Linked DNA regions of Mus musculus: region 1 is linked to region 2. Evidence: chromatin contacts called from public Hi-C data. All regions are on one chromosome and are shown on one strand. Each heading gives the region's core, a stretch centred on a gene start, on an enhancer-like site or on the middle of the called end of the contact. The rest is flanking DNA. Distances are from core to core; before and after follow the strand shown. Region 1 overlaps Dpys (dihydropyrimidinase). Region 2 overlaps Rims2 (regulating synaptic membrane exocytosis 2).

Evidence for each region. A called contact is a pair of places that touch in the nucleus more often than the background predicts.
Region 1: a contact with region 2 is called in a Hi-C map of bone marrow-derived macrophages, with 6 times the contacts expected there. The contact joins two enhancer-like sites. A contact is called at or near these places in 8 of 484 Hi-C or Micro-C datasets (bone marrow-derived macrophages, embryonic stem cells, macrophages and 1 more), 6 of 115 datasets of contacts at active chromatin or transcription factors (embryonic stem cells and stem cell-derived epiblast-like cells) and 1 of 9 other capture datasets (embryonic stem cells).

The regions. Positions count from the first base shown.
Region 1 is chr15:39,815,502-39,819,981 of GRCm38.p6, forward strand. All of the region lies in intron 7 of Dpys (dihydropyrimidinase), which reads right to left. Among named protein-coding and RNA genes, the nearest start is that of Gm16291, 21 kb to the left of the region's middle. Within about 2 kb of position 1,735, at least 69 of the 459 cell types and tissues checked have an H3K27ac peak or open chromatin away from gene starts, as enhancers often do. A contact at or near this core is called in bone marrow-derived macrophages, where this site is marked.
Region 2 is chr15:39,609,919-39,614,459 of GRCm38.p6, forward strand. The region is part of intron 21 of Rims2 (regulating synaptic membrane exocytosis 2); the gene reads left to right. Among named protein-coding and RNA genes, the nearest start is that of Dcstamp, 130 kb to the right of the region's middle. Within about 2 kb of position 1,478, at least 7 of the 459 cell types and tissues checked have an H3K27ac peak or open chromatin away from gene starts, as enhancers often do. A contact at or near this core is called in bone marrow-derived macrophages, where this site is marked.

The DNA of each region.
Region 1 (4,480 bases), core at 485-2,984, 210 kb after region 2:
TGGTGTGTGTGTGTGTGTGTGGTGTGTGTATGCTTGTGTGTGTGCTTGTGTGTGTGCTTGTCTGTGTTTGGTGTGTGTGTGCTTGTGTGTGTGGTGTGTGTATGCTTGTGTGTGTGGTGTGTGTATGCTTGTGTGTGTGCTTGTGTGTGTACTTAGGTGTGCTTATGTATGTGCTTGTGCATGTGTGTGTGGTGTGTGTGCACTCTCATGTGTATGCATATACTTCTTTGGAGGAAGAAGACAAGAATTACAGTTCAGAAATTAGATAGCACACAATGAGTTATCTAGTTTTCTCCAAGGAAAATGCCAAGCGGTCTCTTTGAAGCTCTCCCTGATGATATGACCCTATGTACACACCCTAAGCTTCACTGTTTGGTTCATGATGCTTTTTACTCCCTATTGCTCCATGTCCCTTAGAGAACCATCCCTCTCCTGCTCAATTTCATACAAAGGTTCCTAGGCAGAACCCAGGGGCACATTCATAATCTTCAAGTCATTACTCTTCACTGAATACAAAGTTAAATTCGTTTATCTCTATCTACACTGAGAAAAGGACGGAAATTAAGCAGGAGAGGCAGCACAATGCCTTCCAGAATGGTGAATGCAAGGTCAAAGCTTGCTGTAATTGAGTTTAAAAAAAATAATAAACCCCAAATAACTGGAAACAAAAATATGCCTCCTCTGCAGAATACAGAGCGGCTAGAAGTCTTCATCAAATGTTTCAATGCACACAGTAGTCAGCTGTGCTGGTATGCTTGAGATGCTGTGAGATGCCCTGTAGCTCATAAATACAGAAAAGGGACAGTTTCCATAGTAACTAAGTGCTCTTTAATGAATACCAAAGAACCAGAGCTCAAAGGAGAGCCTTAAATTGCCAGACCACGAGTTGCTGCTGCTCCTGCAGACCTGCAGGCAGCTCACATTCCCCTTTCTCTGATCAGAGTTTTAACAGGTTGGCCATTTTGACTGATCTCTGTTTCAACCATATGACACCTTAAAATTCTGTTTCAATATCACATGAAACCCACACTCTTGATTTCTTCTCTATAAGCTAAGTACCAGAATATTCTACCCCAAAAAAGGCCAAACAACTAGATAAAGGGCTATGTCCTTAACTCTAAAGCTTTGACCGGAGCAGTGAAGCACAGGGCACACACTTCTGTCACAAGAGATAGACACAGGCTCAATGAGCTGTCAAACTGAATACAGGGGACTCTTCATTTCCAAAGCAGAAAAAAAAAAGTTGATAATGTTCTCTTTGCACTAAATGCAGCCTTTTTTTTTTTTTAAATGTGCAATGACACAGAGGAGGTATTGCAGTTGGTTTTGCAGGGACTTTTTCTTTACAGGCTTGTTATGTCTAAGGTCATCTTTCATCAGGATTTCCTACCTTTCCCCTCATACGCCCACTCCCAGTCCTCTCTCGAGATCCATCAGCACACTGATGTCAGTGCCTCACTCTTGGAACCATGCAGCTTCTATAGATTTACAAAACAAGCAGCAGAAGGAGAAAAGTGTGGATGCCCGGCTTTTCTTTCTCCTGACCTCCTTTGGTGACATTAATGAAACCCGGTTTTAGGGCAGCAGGCTATGTGGCAAGCACACTGTTTTCTACGTGCCGTTAATAACCAACAGGAATAACAAACACACAGAAACATCTAGGTACCATGTAGCCCCCAGAGCGTTAGCAATCGCTTCCTCTCTCAGGAGGCTGCCTCCTTACATAACCAGCAGATCGGGCAGCCCAGTGCGGGTTGTGGGCGCCCCCTTCAGGATATGGGATTCAATGCACATTGCCGTCTTCTGTCATTTATGCTAAAAGCATTTGAGGAATTTTGCAGTAAAACATCTAGTGTCTAATTATATGTTAAAACAGAAATCATATATAACACTGGACTGTAACTAATGTTAAAATCACCATCGTAGGATAAATCCATTTCTTCCCTTGATTAAATAATTCTTTTCCACAAGGCTAACTTTGTGAACATTCAGCTCAGTCTATGACAGACACAATTCACATTGGAGGCCATCTGGCTGCCTTCTCTTCTTTCTTCAGGCAGCCTGGACGCCTGCTCCTCCCCCGTGCTTGAGTTTACTCTGCCTCAGCTTCAGTTCGACTCTCGGGTACGGATCCTCTGCCCACTCTCATCCCACGTGACGTGACAGTACACCTCCCTCTGGCCTCATGCAGGACCGCTCTGCTCTGAACCTCTCAAACAGTATTTTTGTTTGTTTGTTTTTTGTTTTTCGAGCCAGGGTTTCTCTGTATAGCCCTGGCTGTCCTGGAACTCACTTTGTAGACCAGGCTGTCCTCGAACTCAGAAATCCTCCTGCCTCTGTCTTCCGAGTGCTGGGATTAAAGTCGTGTGCCACCACGCCCGGCTTCATTTTTTTAAAATTTTTTATTAGGTATTTTCTTCATTTACATTTCAAATGCTATCCCAAAAGTCCCCTATACCCCTCCCCCCCCCACCCTGCTCCCCTACCCACTCACTTCCACTTCTTGGCCCTGGCGTTCCCCTGTGCTGGGGCATATAAAGTTTGCAAGACCAAGGGGCCTCTCCTCCCAATGATGGCCAACTAGGCCATCTTCTTCTACATATGCAACTAGAGACACAACAATGAGAGGTACTGGTTAGTTCACATTGTTGTTCCTCCTATAGGGTTGCAGACCCCTTCAGCTCCTTGGGTACTTTCTCTAGCTCCTCCATTGGGGGTCCTGTGTTCCATCCAATAGATGACTGTGAGCATCCACTTCTGTATTTGCCAGGCACTGGCATAGCCTCACAGGAGACAGCTATATCAGGGTCCTGTCAGCAAAATCTTGCTGGCATATGCAATAGTGTCTGGGTTTGGTGGCTGTCAAACGGTATTTTTAACACATCCCTTCTGAGAGTAAACTATCTCATCTTATATTCCCTCTCCTCTTCCTGGACCAAAGGAAGGACCAGTATAGCCTGGACTCTCAGAACCTGTCTCCAAGGCGAAACAGCCCAGAGTGCGTTTGAGAGCACAACAGGAGAGCAGTTCTCTTCACGCTCCAGCTACTTCTGCTTGAGAAACAGCTCTCAGCCTCAGAAGTCAAAGTCTGCTTCAAGAGAACGAAAGGAGTCCAGCAGGGCATCCTCTCTCACGCTTGGAAAAATCTCATTTTTACGGATACATCTCTGCATCCTGTTACTATTGAAGGATCCTGTACAATAATTAAGAGCAAACTTTATATGCCCCAGTACAGGGGAACGCCAGGGCCAAAAAGGGGGAGGGGGGGTAGGGGGTTGGGGGGTGGGTATGGGGGACCTTTGGAATAACATTGAAAATGTAAACGAGGAAAATACCTAATTAAAAAAAAAGAATTAAAAAAAAAGAGCAGAGTGAGGGGATGCCCCCCTTGACTTCCTCCGAAGCACAGCTGTCACTGAAGGCAATCTTCCCAGTGTCTCCCAGCCACTGCCAAATCCCTCCTGCCTCCTGAGCCATGTGGAAGGCCGCTCTCTTCCACTTTGCCCAACCACATTCTCCGACATGCTACTGGGCTGAGCTTGACCAAGCTCAAGTTCCAAAGTACCTTTTCAAACATAAGCCTAGGGCATAGCACCTCACTTCTTAAGTTTGCCTTGTATGCAGCAACTTCCTCTCCAAGCGTGCCATACAGAAGGGGCAGATGCTGGCGCATAGCTATGCCTGGCAAAGACTGCACCAGCCAGGTACCCAGCACAGCATCAACTGTGTGGCACCACATCTGCCACATTCACTCTTCATGACTAATGCAAAGTGAGGCTTTTGTATTATTTGTTTCCGAAACCTGTGGCTAGGAAGGAGAAAAAAACGTCAGAAAGAAAAGCACAATGACGACATTCTCCAAAAGACTTGAATATGATTCCTTAACACTGGCAAAGAGATTAAAAGCAAAGGCAGAGAAATTGTCCCACCTCAGGCAGCCTCAGGACACATGTTGATGAAATCTACTACGGGATCCTGGAACAGAAATGAATGCTGGGTAAGAGCTAAGCAAACCTGAATGAAGGATGGGCTCTAGCTACTGATATAGCAATAGTAGTTCATCGACTCTGACAGTAGTGGCACTCTATCAGTTGACAATAGTGGGATAAGGCTGTGGGGACCAAGGGGGTTTTCTCTGCCATCATCGGAACCCTTATTCCTTTTTAAAAATGCACCTCAACATTATCAGAAAGTAAAGGAAGACTATGCCACGGCACTGTGAGCCGGTGTGCAGAACTCACTAGGATTCAGTGTGCAGGGTAGGAAGAGGTAGGAGGTGATGATGGAGAGCAATTCTCCATCTCTAAGGACAGTAGAGAGCTGAGGATGGTGTGTGCAGCCAGGCTAAAAATATTGTAGTGCATCAGAAATGTCCCAGCTAGGTCATCTGCATACATTTTGACTGGGAATAGAGAGTCCAACTGAGTACCTTTCTCATAATAAGCAGGCCAAGAATAGAGAACGCGGGTGTTGGCATCAA
Region 2 (4,541 bases), core at 228-2,727:
AGAGGCCCAAATGGAGTCTATACACATTAGAGAAAGACGTTCTTCTGCATAGATTGTTAGAAATAAACATTTGCTTCGAATGGGCTGACTAGAGGAAACTCTGTTTGAGTGGAAAACAAAACAAAACATTGTTTGTTCCCTTCAGTTTCAGCCCTCTTGTGCAGGACCATGGAGCACAGACACCAGTTCAGCCCCCACTCATTCCCTTGGGACCTGACCTCAAGTAGGTGCATGGAGGTATTCGCTAAAGGAATCAGTTAATTCTCGCCAAGATGTTAGCCACAGTCGAAACTAGCTGCATAAGAAATGTGTGATGGCCAATTATTCAAGGAAGAACAGAGAAAATTAAGTCATGTCTCTAAGGATAATAAAGTATTAGCTAATACAAAAATACAGTGCTTATAAGATATGTCATAATAAAAACATTTTAAAATTCTAACTCATAAACTTTGTCCTTAAGTTAACAATGAATGAGAACAATGACACTTCTTATTCAAATATGAAAATATTAAATGTAGTGTTGTGAGAGTGTGGTATGCTTGTGTTTTGTGTGTAGGTACATGCTTCTGTGCATATATGTGTGTGGACCAAAGGCCAAAATCAAGTGCTTCTCTCTACTGCTTTCCTCCTCTTTCTTTTTTTCTTTTTTCTTTTTTGAGACAGTGTTTCTTTCTCATCAGTTCATCTAGGAAAGCTTCCCAATGAGCTCAGGGATCCACCTGTCTCCACCAGTCACCAACCCCAGATTCACACTACCAATGTCCAGCTCATATGTGTGTTCTCAGGTCCTTAGGCACTTACCTAACCGAGCCACCTTCTTGGCCCAGGATTTGTCCTTTGGAGCTGATCTGTCTATAGACCTACCTATCTACCTACCTACCTGCCTGCCTACCTACCTACCTATCTACCTGCCTGCCTGCCTGCCTGCCTGCCTGCCTGCCTGCCTGCCTGCCTGCCTACCTACCTACCTACCTAGTGAAAGAACACAGATGGCATCTGGGAAAATATATCCAATATAATAGATGATATTGGAAGTTGTCATCTAAGAATGGCCAAAGTAAATAGTTGGCAAACATGACCACTCCCAGGAACAGTGGTCTAGCAACTCAGGAGTCTGAGACCAGTGAATTACCTCATTTCATGGCATAGGGTCATGTAAGTAGTCAAGCCAGGATGACCTCAGTGCCAAAAATAGTAAGGAAAGGAAGAAGAAGAAAGGAAGTGAGCCATGAGGAACTAATATGAATCACAAGTTCATGTTATTTTTGTTAAATAACTGTTTACAATCATGGTAGAGAGGATGTATTTTTCTAATAGTTTAAGGAATTAAATTATATTTTCATAATATAAATTCTATTTTGAATTTTTATAAATTCAAAAATATGAGATTAACATATAGACTAATTTTAAATAATTGTAAGTGTTCAACTGTAGGGTATTCCTAATTCTTTACTGATTTAGCCTTTAAAAAGAAAGGTCTCTTTAAAGAGGGTATTTATGATCTCAGAGATCAAATACTAGCACTAGATCCCCAAGTCTTCTGGTAGAACAACCTGTGTAGTCTGTGTTCTCATAGTGTCATTATTCAGGGTTCAGCTTAATTATCTCCTCTTCAGAGAAATCTTCCTAAATTTTCACCTAAACTTTCTAGATCATCATTGCCTATATTATGTGTATTTTTCCTCATCTCATACCACTGGTTGATATGATCATTCATTTATATCTTGCCCCATGGAATCATAAATGGAAGGATCATGAAAACAAGGGCATTCTCTGCTACAGCTCCCATGCAGAGCACAAAGCCAGCCATACACCCACTACAAAATAGATTTTAAGGAGATGATCAGTCCAATAATATTAAACCTTAAACTTTAAGCTTTTATCATAACTAAAATCTAAGAATTACTGTAAGAATTTTTCTCTATACTTCAGAGAGAGTTTCTTCCATGCTTGATTTTATCAGGGTTTCTGGATATGCTGAGAGTTGAAATCAAGAATTCTTTCCTCTTGTTTTATTTTTATACACACACACAAACACAAACACACACATATACCTATACATATAAACCTATTATCAAGCTGTGCCTTGCCAGCTGATAATGCCCAGGAGGTTAGCTAGACCCACTTGCATTTTGTTCACTGTGTGTCTTTGCTCAGCTGCCCTTTCTACACTCCGCAGTTTCTGCTGCTGGGCCTTCCATAAAATACACTACTCACTAAGTCTTTACATTTCTCCTCACTTCTCGGAGGTACACATGATAAAACATTTGTTCTCATGTGAAGACTTCTTATTTGCAGTGGTGTTAAATGGTAATTCTGAGACTAAGCCACTTAGCTGTATTCTTTAAACTTATCAATTGATATATTTGATTTAATATACTCACAAATCTTTATATGTATGGATTTTTTGGACAATATTTACAGATACTTTGTGGGGAAGACATATTACTTTCCTCCAATAATACTAGATTTTTAATTTTGTTTCATAATGCACCTTAACAATTATAATTTCATTGTAAAACTGATCATTTCTATTGACAATTTTATATTCCATACCTTAAAACCACAAAATATGTAAAGTTGGCATTTTCTAAAACCAAAACTTAGGAAAAACAAAAGCCATATTTAAAAATATGGAAACTTTGTCTGGAACTGAGGACCCTGAAATTAATCATTTCAGTTTAATAACAGCACAGGAATGGCTGGAAAGCCATGGTCGTTAACTCAGGGAATGAGCAGAGGTTCACTGCCTTTGCACTTAGGTAAAGAAAATTTACTGTTGGTCCCTGCTTGCTCTTTCCTTATGCCTCTCCTAACTTATTCTATTCTGTTCTGTTCTGTTCTATTCTATTCTATTCTATTCTAGTGTTGTTACTGCTGATTCTTTTTGTTTATTCTGAAAAAAAAACAGAATAGAAAAAATGAACATTAAAAAAATACTGCTTGAAAAAGGTTAAAGCTACTTTTAATACAATGGTATCTATATTCATTTATAGATGTTTTCTATATTTTCATGTGCATGAATATTTTGCCATATAATTCTGTTTATCTTTAGACTCTCATTATTGTGTCTCATTATTGTATTGTGTACCTAATTGGATCATCCGCGCATGCTCCCAGACTTTCCTAATTGACTGGTTTCACTGCTCCCGAGTTCATTTGCCATTGCTGTAATCAAACTATCCTGACAAAAGCAGCTCGGGGAGAGGTTCCCTCTGAGCTCACAGCTCCAGGTCATCCTCATAGTGAAGACATCAAGAGGAAGGACCCCAGCAGTTAGGCAAGACAAGCAGAGAGGGAGAGAGACTGGGTCCATGTGTGTTGCACCCAGCTTATGCTCTCCTTTCTACATAGTCAAGAACCCAGACACAGACCATGTACCATTTTAGACAGATTCCTTATTGTAATCAGGACAATCTCCATAGACCTACCCCAGACCAAGCTAATCTACACAACCCTAATTGACACCACCTTCCAGGGCTTAAATTTGCTTGTGTCCTCTACAGTAGGGTAAATCCCTATATAATATGTATGCCAGCAAAAGGAAGCTACAAATATCTGCCTCCATCTCCCTGCAAGCATATATTTATGTTAATAAATATTTATTAACATACACACTTTCAAAAGTATTTTTTGTTATTGATGGGCTAGACATTAATAGATTATCCCTTTGTATTTCTTTGTTCCCATTAGGTATTTTTTACATTGTCATTAATTTTGTAATAAATATAATTGCAGCTAAAGCTGTACTCCTTGTTGAGTTTTACCTTAGCCTAAATCCTAAAAGTTTAATTTATAAGCTAAATAGTGTGGTTTTAGAAAATATTTAGTGCATGTAGCCAAATTTCTCTTCGGAAGTATATCACTGGGCAAGGTACAGTGCATACGTATGTATAATCCCAGCACTTGGAAGGCAGAGGCAGGACAAGCGCCCACCTTCGGTCAGCTTGGTTAAATATTACCAAGACACTGTCTCAAAAGCAAAGAAACAGACATAGAAATACCACATCAATAAGCAAACTACTAGAAAACAAGTGAGCTTCTTGGTGATGTGTACCCAGTAGTGTTGAAATTTGTCACATTTCAGACCCTTACAACTTATCCCCTGGCGTAATTTCTAGTGTGACAAGACTATTTTCCTAATCACAATGACAGTTCTGAAGACTTCCCAAACAAAGCATTTGGTTGGTTGGTTTAGTTTAGGTGATGCCTAGTGCGGGAAGGACAGGAATCCTCCCTCCCCTCAGCCCCCTCCTCCAGATGAGAGTGAGGTGGAACTGCGCATCCTCTCAGCCCTGGGGTTAGTATGGGATGAAATGCACACTCATTTCATAAAACTGTCAATTCACTCCCAACCGTAGACGTCCAAAGTTATGTTAAAGTGAGTACACCTATCTATATAACCATAGTAACATCACAGTATTTATCTAGTCATCTACAAACTGTGTTAATAATTTCTGTATTATTATAATAATTTTTATTTCTTATTTTGATTATGGCCTTTGTATCCAATTGTGCAAATTAAGAAGAAAAAGCATAAG